Linked DNA regions of Zea mays: regions 1 and 3 are each linked to region 2. A link is a contact called in public Hi-C data. All regions are on one chromosome and are shown on one strand. The core of a region is the stretch at or near the end of the contact, and the rest is flanking DNA. Distances in the headings are between cores, read along the strand shown. Region 1 holds the start of LOC100279814. Region 2 holds the start of LOC100273352. Region 3 holds the start of LOCLOC100383387.

Region 1 (2,785 bases), core at 80-2,579, 310 kb after region 2:
AATGTCATCGCATGCCCCAGATGTTGGGTACTTAACGGTGTCGTTGTCTTGTGCTCTAGCGCTTCCACGAGCGAGACAATGTCGCTGTCCATGTAGGTCACACAATAGCCCTAGTAGCGGCCCCTATGCTCCCTGTTCGCTCCTTGCGGCCTTGCCTCGTTGATAGTGATCAGAGCAACCTCGCGTCCACACCCTCGCGGCGCACATGGCACTGACGTGTGCCATTTGCTTGCTGGGATCCAACGACCTCTGTCGAGTCGCACCTCCGCGGCGTGCATCCACTCTAGCTCTACGCGAATCACCTATGCAAGTACACGAATATACGCACGAACACCTCAACCGTCGACCCTACCGCGTTGCCCTCGACCAGCGTTGGCGGGGATCGCGGGAGTGCCGTTATGATCCGGCCCTCCCCGACCAACTTTTAGTATACATAACTGTATATATCATACAATATTTTTTACAATATAGTATCAACGAATTACATGCCCCATGAGCCGTAATTCTGGCTCTACCCATGGCACCTGTATGCATGCAGAAGAAGCCGACGCCGAAGGCGTTGTAGGTGCGACCTCCCGATTCGTGGGCTTGTGTTTGTGCAAAAAATGTCAAGCAACGTTTTTTTGCCACGATCGTGTGATCTGGGGACAACAATTGCCCATACCAAATGAAGTAGAGCGTGTGCCATCACAACACACGGGACGACGGTACGTCCGAAAGTCACCGACCGTGTGCCATCACAACATATGGACACTATAGTGGGCGATGGAAATAACCATACATATTTTACGTGTGTCTCACGACAACACACAAAAATTGTGCTTTATAGAAGTAGAGATAAAGATAGAGATAGAGAAGAGATATAGATAGAGATAGCGATAGAGAAAGATATATAAACATATTATATAGACAATATTTTTTTTTACGTAGTCAGATGAACTACTCTAGTTTTTACACAATACATCCTAATCAGGTGTGTTTGGTTTCTAGAGACTATTTTTTATTAATCCTATTTATTTCATTTTAATGTCTAAACCGCCAAATATAAAAATCTAAATCTAAGATTTAATTCATATATGTGATAATTTAAGAAATAAAATAGAATAAAATTGAGGGACTAAAAATTAGACTCTAAAAACTAATTAGCTAAAAAATGTTTATAGTATGTCCAAATTCGTATCAAATAGATCGCCATATTATGTCCAAATTGTAAACCGCCATGTTTCACAGGAATGTGCACTACTGTGACAATTTGGAGAAAATAAAATCAAGGGGCGAGCTCTACAAATGTCGACACCTTGTCTGCAAGGGTTTTTCGCCGTCTTATCCCTTCGTCCACGCTCCCTGCAGCCGCCGCCCAAACCCTAGCAACCCGTCCTCCGCCATGGCCGACGACCACTACTCCTCTAAGAGGAAGTACGACGACCCCTCGCCGCCGCCGCGGCGCACGGGGTTCTCTTCGGGCCCGCCGCCTGCCTCGCCGCTCGCGGGCGGCGCCCCGTCGTACAACAGCGTGCCACCGCCCCCCGATGAGATCCAGCTCGCGAAGCAGCGCGCGCAGGAGATCGCGGCGCGGATCTTTAACGCCGCAGAGGCCAAGCGTCCTCGCGTCGACAACGGCGACGATGACAGCGGCGGCTTCGGTGTAGGCCTGGGCAGCACTGGTGGCGGTGGCCGCATCGGCGGCGGAGGACTCGGCTTCTCGTCCTCTGCCGGTGGTGGTGAGTGGCAGGACTTACTCTTGTTGATCCCATTCTTGGTCGCGTAGATCTGTTTGTCTATGCTTGGTGGTGGACTCGGCTTCTCGTATAAAAGGATTGGTGGTGTTTTCTTTGCTCGGTTTACGATTTGATTTGGGGGATGGATCGATAGATCAATGTATGTGAGTTGCGGATGTTCAAACTTGGTTCATGTTTAATGAACTTGTCACCTGTGAGCTATTTAGAAGCACGGTCCTGTTGTTACGGTCTCCAATATTTTTTGATAACTCACACGCCACGATGCAGCTGTGGGGTGTTAATTTTTTCAAAACAAGCTGCAATTAAACTATTCAAGTCCAAGTCAATCAGCGTTCTCCACATTTTTTGTTAGTTTTACTAGCTCCTCGTGGGTTTGTTAGTTTTACACGCTCTACCTCATGGGGAAGTCTAGGAAAATCCTAAAATAGTTGTCATCTGTAGGAGTTAGATTTTTTATTGTATTCATTGCAATTACCGTGTAGTTTTTTTTCACAACATGCCATTTTCGAAACAGTTGCCATCTGCAGGAGTTAATTTTTTTTGTATTCGTTGTCATTATTGTGTAGTTTTTTCACAACATGCCATTTTCTGGATAGACTTGCAAGAAACATCTCAGTTATTATTGTGATCTTACAAAACCATAAGATTCATTTATCTGCTCACACATGGTGTATATGCAGATGTTTAATACCTTTGTTTGGCTGCCTTTTTTCTTTTTAATGTGGCATGAACACAAAATCGAACTGTTGCTGCATCCCAGCTCATTAGCCTGTCTTAACTTGAGTCTGATTGTATTCACTGTCTTAAAATAGTATGTTCATTCAATCTTAAATTCTGAAGTTAGCATGTTGTGAAGCTGTTGCTTTTGTGTTTATACATGCATCCCTTTCATTACCGTGACTCGTGGTCCAAACGAATTTAAATTGTTATTTTTCATAGTTCATAATTCAATAATCACCATAAATTTCGATGATAGCAAATGAATTCAGAATGCTGCTGGTTTCTGTATCAGGGCACGGGGCTTCTATCCCACAATTATCTTCTCA
Region 2 (2,987 bases), core at 259-2,758:
TATCTCTTAGGTGCAGTTTGTTATCTCATCCGCATGTATTGCCTCACGGTCGAATATATAAGGCCTAGGGGGCACCCCTTCAGAACGATCGATCTCACCACTCATCCATTCACCCCAACTCTCTATTCTCTAGTGTTAGAGAGCTCCCTTGTAATCCACCACGTAAAACATTCTCACCAGGATGTAGGGTGTTACGCATCTCCAAGCGGTCCAAACCTGTAAACATTGTCCATTGTTCCTCGTGCATCCGGCACGAACCATTTAGCTACAGTCGGCGACACCGTCCTACTCCTAAAAACACCTTGAGGGGCAACCCCGGGTGTGCGGTCGGACCCAAAGCACCGACACTCGACATTGCCAAACACATCTCTGTCCACAATTTCTCAGGTGATATCAATGTTTATTTTGAATTTTATCTATGTCTTTTTCTATAAAAGGATTCATTAACATGGATAAGTCTTCTTGAGGGGCATTATGATGGAGGCATGTACTCTCTCAAACAATATGATGGTGCCACCCTCAAACAAACCCTAATTGGTTGATCTACCAGTCGCACCCAATAACATGCTTATGTTAGTTACCCCTCGTCTCAAGTTGTTTAGTTGATTATGCATCTTAATAATATTTCATGTCCTAAAGAGTCAAAGTCATCCATTTTTAGTGCCTAATATGTAGCTCAAAGTTAGCAATTGACCTATAATATCTAGGCGTCGTCTCCTAGTCAACTATGGCGTCGTCGAGATAGTTATCTTAGTTCAATTTAATTTATCATTAGCTATTTTGTAATACATTCTTGTAATGTAATAAAGATTATGATATTCGTCTCTATACACCGAGTCATTATATGTGTGGACTTGATTATAACGCACATATGAGATGTATCTGGATTTCGCTTTAAATACGGGTGTGACAATAACATCAGTCACCTATTTTTGTGCCAACCTCATATTTTATCGGTTCTCTAAACACGTGGATGTCGATTATTACTTTGTATATGATCATCCGATCATGTCTCCACTCAATAACTTGGTGTGCGGGTCGTTTCATAAGGTTCAGATTGTAGATATTATGATCAAGCCCTTATCGGTTCATAAGAATTTTGTTATAATTTGGATGTGCAGGGAGCAAAAGGATAAGGTGCAGTTACTATTCTAGCTTCTTGCTCGACGATGCGCTAGGGGTCTAGGGCAGCTGGCAATGAAGCCGAACAAAAATCCCGAATCGACAGCCTTTAAATGTCACATAAATCGCCACGACGAAGAATTGAGCAGCACCGTCCCCCACCCATCTCAGCTGCCAATTCTCCTATCCGACAGCTTGCAGGACGGATACTAATAACCGTCGATAGCACGCAGGTTCTTGCATCCGACGGCTCAGAAAGCCAGCCTCTCACGGGCTGCTCTACGCCTCCCGGGCCACCTGGCTACCCGGCCATCATAAAGAGGCGGCCTCCCGCCCCTCCTCTCCTCGCGCTGCTTGCTTGTCCGTTGTCGCAGAGAGAGAAAGAGTGGGATGGCAATGGAGAGGTCGTTGTCGTGCGCGGAGAGGGGCAGCCAGTACGGCGCCGGGGCGGGGGCGGGGGCGATGAACCTCCGGAGCTACAGCGCCTCCTACGAGCGACCGACGACAGCGGCGCCGTCCACGGTGCAGCGCGCCAGGAGCGTGAGCTCGTGGAGCACGCCGCCGGCGCCGCCGCCCGTGCAGCGGGCCGGGAGCACCAAGAGCGGCCCCACCGCCGCCGCCGGTGGCCGGGCCGCCCCGGGGCTGAACCTGCGCTCCTACAGCGCCTCCTACGCGGCCTCCTACGGGCCCACCCTGGCCGATACCGGCGGGCAGCTGAAGCGCTCCGGCAGCGTCACCAACTGGACCTCCGCCAACCGCCGCTCCGTCAACCTGAGGGGGTACGCCCCGTCCTTCGCCGCGATGGACGACACCGCCGGCGCGGTCCCGGCGCCCAGGAGGAAGCTGCGGGCGGGGGCGGACGACGCCGAGGTGCAGCGGCGGCGGCTGGTCGTGTACAAGACGTACGGCGTGGAAGGGAAGGTCCGGGAGTCGGTGCGCCGCGGCGTCAGCTGGATCAAGGGCAAGTGCTCCGGCGCGGCCTACGGCTGGTGGTGATCGATCGCCAGCTCCATCGCCGTGCCCACCGGCCTATCGGAGTGGTACTACTACGGTACGGTCTACCATATGAGCTGGTGCACTGCATGCCCACCGCCGCACCAGTACCTCCTGTTACTTGTTCTTGGAGTTAGGAGTTTTTTTAATCTTTAGGAGATGGATTTGGTTGTATGTAGTAGCATACTAGCATGAGCTGTGGAGCTTCTTCTCTTGGTGAGTGATCTCGTGTCTTGTGAGGGAAGGAGGAAGTTCATGCTGTGGGTGTCCTACTCCTCTTTACAGAACAGATATCTGGACTCTGGTCTATGTAAATATAGGTGCTGCGTATGTATATATGTGTGTATAGAATAAGATTTCTGTAAATTATTACTACTACTACAGGCAAGACTGCTGTTGATGGCCTCTTTGAAAAGGCCGGCTTCGGATTCACTATTGTAACTGTATCTCAGAAGCCGGTGAAGTGATCAAATCCTGACCTGCTCCTCCATCGTCTAGTGCTCTAGACTGATTTGGTGATCAGAGACATGTGGGGGAGGAATACCCTTACTATTCAAATTTAAATAGCAAGAGGATTAGGATTCATGATCATCAAATCAACCCCTAGTTTGTTTTGCTGCCATACTAAACAGTGACGCAGCATCATACGTGTCAGGAAGAAGGTCTGAATTTGTGGCAGCACATATATACCGCAAATGGAACGGGGGTGTCACAGTAGGATTCAGAATTTTCATCAGCCAGCAGATTTCTAGCCTGTAATCTTGGTTCCTTCTCGTTCAGTTTTTTTCTTCTTCTTCAGATTCGAGCTAAAACTTCGTCAAAGCTTGAAAAAAATTAGCCGAGATTTCTAGCCGATTTCCCTCTCTATCGGC
Region 3 (2,951 bases), core at 311-2,810, 380 kb after region 2:
TATATTATATTATATTATATTATATTATATTGTTGTAGCTCTATCGTGCCACCCCATCACTATAAACCCTAAACCTAAGCTTAGTTATTGTGGTGCCTCACCGTAGTATTTCTTTTGTTCTTTTTTATTTGTCACGTTTTAGTTAAAAAAAATAAATAGTTGACGATAAATATTCGAGAGCGGCGGTAGTATTTTATTAGCGGGGACATTGTTTGAGCGTTAAGTCAAATGCATTTGGCTAGGGAAACACATGTTCCAAAAAAACATAATATATTTGAGGCCTTATCTGCTAGGACTTCAGTCAACTTAAGTTTCTTTGGCTACTTGATATAGTGTGGCTATAGTACTAAAGCTAGAGCGATAAAATGATATACTAGAAGATATCCTAGGTGCCGCTTATTATTTATTTATTTATTTCACTTTAAAGAATATATTTGCAATAATTTAGTTTTAAGGAAAAAATATTAGGGACCCACTATATATCGTCCACCCGTCACACGTGTATGTTAAAAGGGCTTGACATGTACATTTTATCCTCTCCTTTCCACACAGCCCATGCCATCGCCTCACACTGTCAACACCGTTGCATCTGCCCTGTCGTCTCAGTCATCACCCTTGACTGTGACCACCTCCATCTAAGCCTCCTCTTTTTTAGATTCAACACAAAAAGCGCCCTCACCTCCAAAACTTCCCGATTTAGGACGATGCATCTACACCTCTACGACTATGTTAAACTCACTCTCCTCCTCTTTTGACCAATGCTCCTACCACATATGCGTCGTCAAATTGACTTTTTCCGTTGCTTCATGGGTGGCTTTCCACCGCTTACACCTCTATCGTCGTCTTGACCACTGTCGCTGTTGGTGTCATACACTCTCCAAAAAAGCCTCTTTCTACCACCACGAAAACTCTCGAACCCTGATGTACGATGTAGTCATGGCAACCACCACCCTCCGTCATTGTCTTGACCACCACCATCGTCGTAGGCTCTCCAAAAAGCCTATTTCTACCACCATAAAAACCGTCGAACCCTACGGTGGTGTAGTCATGGCAACTCGCATATTTTTGTTTGGACTAAGCATTTATCATTTTTTATTAATAATAACAACTTGCTATATGCTAGTTTTGTCCTATGCACTAGCTAGTCACAATGTCTCCAGTATTATCTTCTATATCTGTTCTTTACATTCTTCTCAAATGATTTTTTCCTCTATATATCACATTTCTCTCCAGCAACATCCTATACATCTCCCTCTATACGTAAATATCTATATTAAAGACATATTTTATTTTAATTTTTTTGTATACTTATTTGTTATACTCTTTGTATATATTTTAGTTTTACTAAAACTGTTGTTTAAAATATTAAAATAGATAAATGAGCGTAGAAAGAATCTCTCTATTACATATAGGATGGAGTGCTACCGTCTTTGATAGGGATGGTGGACTGTTTAACATGGCGAATGAAGCGAGCAGTCAAATGTGCAACGGGTGGGCTGGGCTGGGATGCAATAATAGGGAAGTGCAGGAATGGCGGAGCGAATATAGAACAGTGAAAGGGCAGTCCTCCGCCCCGAAAGGCAACAATGAGAGGAGAGGGAGGGAGGCCGCGCGCCTGGCTCGTCCTCCCCCTTGCTTCCTTCCGTCGTTTATAAGCGACGGCAACACAGGCGAAGAAGACGGGGGGAGAAAGGGGCGCACGAGGCAATTTATAGGGAGGAAGAGGAGGGGCCGGGCCTGAGCAGAGCAGGCCGGACCAGCCATCTCTCCTCTGAGGCGTCGAGGGGAGGCGGCGCCCGAGATGGGGGACTCCGGCGGCTCCGTCGTGTCGGTCGACGTCGAGCGCATCTCCTTTGGCGGCAAGGTCCGCACAACGTCCCCCCCCCCTCCTCCTCCGCTCCGATTCTTTGTTTCTCGGCTGTTCCAGCGCTCCCATGCGAATTTTCCTCTCTCCTGTTCTTGCTAGCGTTGGGTCTCGTCCTCTCGGCTCTCGCCCTCTCGGTGGGTGGTATCTGCTGGTGGTTTGGGAGGGAGGGAGAAGGGATTGGGCCCTTGAAATTTCGTGCCCCCCCCCCCCCCCCCCCGGTCGTAATCGTATTTCGTGTGTCTCGTCGCATTGCGTTTCCGTCTCTGTTGCGGCATTTGGTCGGTTCAGCTTCAGCACGTTCTTTCGTTCTTGCTCATGGATTCATCTTTTTTTACTGTGGCCCTATAAAACAATCAGACAGCAGCCCACGACGCGGAATCTTGGCAAGGCCGCCCCCCCACCCCACCCCCGCTTGCTCTTGCGACCCGCGATTCGTGAAGCTGCATTTCGTCTGCTCTCCGCTGAAGCAGCAGCAGCAGCCGCCTACCTTTTAGCTCCGTCTCCGAGATGGTGGATCCCTCGCTTCCGCGTCACCAACTCACCACCACCACCACGACGCCTTTATCACACGATTTTAGCGCTAAAGGTTCTGGCCCGGCGCTCTTGCGTGCTGATTCGGTGTTCTAACCACCACTTCCCTTGTGTCTCTTGTTTCAACCGGGGTTCTTAAACTGTCTAGTTCTTATTTGTTTGGTAGTGGTTCAACGTGGAGCGGTTTCTTACTCGGCGAACGACCGACAGCTTTGGAAATTGGCCACCTACTGTGTTTCTTAATTAGTGGAGTAATATAATAAACAAAAGCAGTGCGCGGCTTTTGTTTTTGCTGTTGCTAATTTTAACACAAAAAAAACGTTTACCTGAAACTCGTTTGCCGTAGGAAGATTCTATTCAGTTTGGACTAGTGCCTGAGTAAACGGGTGAAAAATTTTAAGTGTAGTTTACAAGCCCCTTTTCGATGTGGATTTCTCTAATAACTTCCAATGGTATGCTTGTGAGCCGGCAGTCAAATCATTCCTCAGTACAATATTTATTGTGGAGCAATCATCTGCAGTTCGAATCGTGTTATGCATCACTCCTGTTTGCT

The links. Hi-C and Micro-C count contacts between places; a contact is called where the count stands out from the background.
Region 1: a contact with region 2 is called in a Hi-C map of ear, with 3 times the contacts expected there. The contact joins the promoter of LOC100279814 here to the promoter of LOC100273352 in region 2. A contact is called at or near these places in 4 of 25 Hi-C or Micro-C datasets (bundle sheath, ear, leaf and 1 more).
Region 3: a contact with region 2 is called in a Hi-C map of tassel, with 2.4 times the contacts expected there. The contact joins the promoter of LOCLOC100383387 here to the promoter of LOC100273352 in region 2. A contact is called at or near these places in 2 of 25 Hi-C or Micro-C datasets (ear and tassel).

Annotation. Positions count from the first base shown.
Region 1 is chr4:237,844,418-237,847,202 of Zm-B73-REFERENCE-NAM-5.0, reverse strand. LOC100279814 reads left to right here and starts at 1,329. Exons shown (of 7, transcript NM_001152769.1): 1 at 1,329-1,721; 2 at 2,752-2,785. The coding sequence starts at 1,385.
Region 2 is chr4:238,158,110-238,161,096 of Zm-B73-REFERENCE-NAM-5.0, reverse strand. It overlaps LOC100273352, which reads left to right and starts at 1,508. Exons shown (of 1, transcript NM_001159432.1): 1 at 1,508-2,492. The coding sequence starts at 1,513. The coding sequence ends at 2,118.
Region 3 is chr4:237,777,298-237,780,248 of Zm-B73-REFERENCE-NAM-5.0, reverse strand. It overlaps LOCLOC100383387, which reads left to right and starts at 1,560. Exons shown (of 10, transcript NM_001176042.1): 1 at 1,560-1,864. The coding sequence starts at 1,802.